2 separate regions of the Gossypium raimondii genome follow, and region 1 is linked to region 2. The links are chromatin contacts, called in public Hi-C maps. All regions are on one chromosome and are shown on one strand. The core of a region is the stretch at or near the end of the contact, and the rest is flanking DNA. Distances in the headings are between cores, read along the strand shown. Region 1 has its middle 19 kb from the start of LOC105784599. Region 2 holds the start of LOC105784560 (protein ALP1-like).

Region 1 (2,700 bases), core at 166-2,665, 170 kb before region 2:
TAAAGTAAAAAAATAATAATAACAAAATTTAACCAAAATTTTAAAACACCAATATTATCATTTCAATCAAAACTTAAATTAATTTTAATATAATTATTTTATAATATTTTTTATAAGAACTTTTTTACCAACAACATAAAAGTGGCTAAAGTACATAGACCCCAATACACTCTCATAAACGTTAGATCTCTTAAGTTGACTCCTGTGTGATCTATGCCACCTACCTAAATCTCCACCACCCCTTTTTAGTCTTTGACATAAGATCAACCAAATCTGATGTTGAACAATAATTTTGGACCCACCCACTTAGCTTTAAGCAAGGTAAAGTTTTTGGCTTTATTTATAAAAGTCAAGACTCTACCTAAAATCCAAAGAAAAAAAAAAAACTAAATACACTACTATTACATGACATAAACAAAATATATAATATTTTAAAATTTATTTTTCAAAATACATCTCAAATTTTACCTAACATAAATTATAAAAGTATTAAAATTGAGTTAATATGTAGTTTATTCCTTGACTTATCTAAAAGTATCTAATTAGTACTTAAATTTATATCACGTTACACACATTGTCCCCAATTTGTTAACAAGTTAATTTTTTAGGGGTTAACATATAATTTACTCCATGTGCCACTATAAAACACATCAACATAAAAAACCATGTTAGTATGGAAATACTAACCTAGATGACGACATACAAACTCAGATACGAATTCAAGTACTATCTAAATACTTTTAGACAAATTCAAAGAAAAACTAGATATTAATCCATCAAAATTTAAACACAACTATAACGTAATTAAAAACATATGAAGTACCGGATATGATCTGAAGGGAAAGTTTTGCTTTTGCAAACACCTAAATGATTCAATTTGAAAGAGTCCTAGAGAGAGGGAATTTGGGATTTATTGGCAGTTGGGGACTTTGGTTCATTATTTCTCAATGCGATGGGTTGACACGTTATTTGTCGTTTTATCAATAAATTTATAAAAATTGTGTATCATTTTACGATTAGGAATGATTAAAATCCTTTCTTTTTACGTATTTGAAAAAAGCATTAGTTTTTTTATTTCAAGTGTATACCAAACAAAAAGAAGATTTGCTTGATTAATTCCTTTGAAAAGGGAAGGATTGAGATGAGTCATAAATGTATGGACTTTAGATAGCAAAGAAATGATTGGATTTGAGATTATTATGGGGATAACATCTTTTTTATTTCCTTCAGAAGGGTATAAACAAAAGCTTTAATCAAAGGTTATTACAGAACAAAAAGCATGGAATTGTTTATGTATATAGATGTGGGTGTGAGAATGTAATAGAGAATATGGAAGATAATGATGATGATGGGGGACCCAAGGCATGATAATGGAAAGCGAAAGAAGGGTAAAGGGAACAAGCGTGGTATAAAGGAAACATAGAAGCAGTGGAAGATGTAGGGATGGAGGGGGACAGGGGGTTCAGAAAATAGAAGCCTCGTTTTGTCTAAGGGGTTTTTTCATTATAAATCACTCAATTATCACTTCCCTTGGCTGGTTCTGCCCCTGGGCAGGGCATCTTCGCATCGATGTTTGTGAACACTGGGCCAACACTCAAGCCTATTTCTTGGGCTTTTTCTTTCCTCTTTTGTAAAAAGGCACGCAACTTTCTACTTTTTTTTTTTTCAAATCACAGTGTGATTTTCATCTCCATACTAAATTTAAAGATTTAGTTCAGCATATTTTGATCGGTTCTTTTTTATTGACGATGTATATCTTAATTCAAATTATTAAAACTTTTAGAGTATGTGTGGGTGAAATATTTTATTTTATTAAAGTTTTTAAAATTTTAAAATAAATTTACTTATTTAATAAATATATTGAAGAATTTCAAAACTCCCAATTCAACAAGAGATTTCATTAATTCAATTTATTTTTCAAATTTCACTTAAGAGGTGTCTTTTCAAAATTCCTCATAATTTTATTTGATTTAATACATATGATCTCATTATAAGACAAAAAGTTTAAACTTCAAAATTATTTTTATTTAATTCTAATAAATACTTTTTAGAATTATTTTATTAAAAATATTTATAATTTTTATAAATATAAATCCATATTGAATGTTTTTATATTATTTATTTTAATATAATTATTAATTTTTAATTTGTAAAATTTTAGCAACCTAATTTTTCCTAAATCAATTATTTATCCAAACAAATTAATTACAAATACTAGCATTTTGAATTAATGGATTCTAAAGTGTTAGCATTTTAAAATTCTCAAAAAATTAAAGTTATTCATCTAAACGCACTCTTAGAAAATTATATTAATTAACCAACGTGAATTGTAAAAAAAAGTTCAAGTCATAATGTTCAGCTAAACTTTTAAAACCAATGGAAAACAATTATTTTTTTGGTCATAACCAAGGAATATATCGTTGGTAGTGAGACTGATCCTCTTGTTGTGGGTGCTTTTCGAAGAGGTAAATGGTCGACCATAAAATTTACTTCATTTTCATAAGTGGGGATTGAACCCCAACCACATGACTAAAAGATGAAGTGAGCAACCATTACAACACACCTCATAATTTGAAAACAATTATTTTGATGAACACAATTTCACCTTTTTAAATGACATAGAAAAAGAATTGTTTTCTCTTTTAAATTCACATTAGTCAACTAACGATATGTTGTAATGATGTAAATGATTTTGTCGGA
Region 2 (2,700 bases), core at 45-2,544:
TTTTTTAAAATTAAAAATGGTTTCGACACTCCACTTTGGTTTATACAATTATTTTTATATACCAAATCAATACCATACATCATCACACAATGTCAAGAGTTACATGATCCTAAATAATCCTTTTTTATTTCACACATATTTTACATTTTATTCAATTTAGTCTCTAAACTTGAGATAAGTATATCTTTCGATTCTTAGCTTCGGATTAAAATTCAATTTCACATTCTTTCATTAGGGACCCTATAGTTTCTATTTCTAGAAAAATATTATGATGATTTTACATTTATTCAACGTGATCCCTAATGTTACAAGTGTAACAAACAAGCTTAACTGACTTTCTAATAGTCCTTTTTCATAATCTAAGCTAAATATCTATCAATTCCAAACCTAATTCGTCAATATATCAATAATGGAAACATGTTAATATTTCAAAAGCTAATCGAATTGGTACATGGGCTAGCTAAATCGAATTGGTACATGGGCTTGGTTTTCTCACCTTATTAATGGTCAAATGCCAAAGCTAAATTCTAGGTATTTTCTTCTTCAAAAGGACGGTGAAGTGAGGAAGATGACGATGGTTGTCATCTTTTCCCACTTTCTCTTATATTTATACTTTAATTAGATTTAATTAATCTAGTTTAATTTAACTTAATCGAGCTTAATTATGTTAATCAAATTATTATAACTTAATGAAAATGTCATCATCACTCATTAAGTCTCACTTAAAATGGTTTAATAACCATTTTGGTCCTTTAGATAATTGCTATTTAAGTCCTCAAGTCTTTCTTTACTTAAAACTCAATAGCAATTGACTTTTACAATTTATCCCTGAGTTTTAATTAGCTATTATATCAACTAAATTACTTGACCATTTTTCAATATATTTTTATATTAACTCTATAATTATTATTTTATATTTACGAACTCAGTTTACGAAAATGGGGTTTCAAAATCACATTTTCCAGTACTACTAAAATTGAAAACGTTACAATTCTTCATTCTTTAAGAAATTTCGTCCTCGAAATTTACTTGAGAAAATATAGGGATACTAAGATCTCATAGCCTCTTCTAACTCCCAAGTAACTTCTTCTGTGTTGTGACAGTGCCATGATATTTTCTCCAATGCCACACACTTACACCATGTTTGGTTCGATGGAATTGGTATCCATTCCATCCCTATTCCGTGCGGTACAGTAATTCCGTCCCTATTCCATGTTTGGTTCAAAGTTTTCTATTCAGCCAACTATTCTATTCCGTCCCTATTTCGTGCGGTCTTGTAATAACCATTCCGGACATGTTTGTCTAAATTGCTATTCCAAACCACCCGTAATAACATTTTTCCCCTTTTTGGACCAAAATAGCACGTGTCTGTTCTTCATCGTTTTCACTCACTTCTGTAGATTTCTTTCTTAAAATTTATCCCCAAACTGAACCCTAGAAATTAGCTCCTTAATCGACGACAAATCAAGCATCCATTTGCCATCTTCATCTTCATCTTCCTTCTAGTTGAACGTTATTATTTACAGTAAGTGCCTTTGATTCCATTTTTTTCTCTGATTTTTTTAGTTAAAGTTATTTCAGTTCTTTCAACTTTTCTTTTCCCCTTTCATATTTGGATATAAACTAGCAAAGCAAAGGTTGTTTCCAATTATTTGGTTTGATATACTTTATGCATCTTCTTGGGCTGTCTCTTTTTGCTTTCTGTTGCTGTTATCGCTTGTATTTATCCATTCAAACTTCAAATATGAACATGAAAATGTTATAAAAAATGTTCAAAATGAAAAAAGAATAAAAGGTCTTTGTCATGCTAAAAGTGATTACTTTAGCTTCAAAGAAGTCTGGTCGTTCTACAAATGTGAACTTTTCCTATTGTGGTTGTGCTTTGTTTTGGATATCTTGGTGAAATAAGACAAACCCAAATTTGCAAATTTGATATTCACTTTGAATGTTCCTTTTTCTTGGATATGGAAGGAAAAAAATTAGGATCTGTAAATTTGGTATGCTTTGTATATGAAATTTCTTGATTGGAAAAGAAAAAGAAGTTCGGTATTGATTTCTCTTAACTGGCTTTGCTTCAAAGTAGTTTAGATGCATTTCATAAAGATTATATGCTTTTCTTCTTAATTTTGTGTTAAACATTGTTTTTAACATATCCAATTTGATATATGGGATGTAAAAGCTTTTTGGGTTTTAAGAAATGCAACCTTTTATCTAAAGAGATTTCAGTAGGCGAAAGTGCATCATGTATGTGTACACTTAAATTTATGTTTACACTTAAACTCTTCATGGACTATATTTATGGAATGGTCCCAGGATGCTATGTTCAAAGCTTAACCTTGTTTTGATCTCTAATTAGTTTATGACTAACCCCACCCCAGGATTCCTGCGTTTCTTTTATCTACACTTTCTGAGTTTAATATAGCGTTTCCTTTATCACTTTAAGTTCATTAAGCTTGCCATATAGAGTTTTGCAAACCTTTGCTAAGTTTAATATGGATGATTTTTTTTCTACTTGGCCCTTCTTTTGTGTTCAATGGCATGCAGTTTCTTGATCTAATTAGATTTAAAGTAGTTTATAGATGTTAAAACTAAAGTACTGATCCCATTGAGGCATACCTCCTGTCAATGTTTTAAGGGTCTAATCATTGACAAGTCTTTTTATTGAGGATGCTGATGCTAGTTGGTCGATTAAGATTTTGT

Evidence for each region. A called contact is a pair of places that touch in the nucleus more often than the background predicts.
Region 1: a contact with region 2 is called in a Hi-C map of leaf, with 2.9 times the contacts expected there. The contact joins the enhancer-like site here to the promoter of LOC105784560 in region 2. A contact is called at or near these places in 2 of 2 Hi-C or Micro-C datasets (both in leaf).

Annotation. Positions count from the first base shown.
Region 1 is chr1:16,378,271-16,380,970 of ASM2569854v1, reverse strand. No RefSeq gene overlaps it. Among protein-coding and RNA genes, the nearest start is that of LOC105784599, 19 kb to the left of the region's middle. Within about 2 kb of position 1,415, the one cell type or tissue checked has open chromatin away from gene starts, as enhancers often do. A contact at or near this core is called in leaf, where this site is marked.
Region 2 is chr1:16,212,694-16,215,393 of ASM2569854v1, reverse strand. LOC105784560 (protein ALP1-like) reads left to right here and starts at 1,294. Exons shown (of 3, transcript XM_052632396.1): 1 at 1,294-1,525.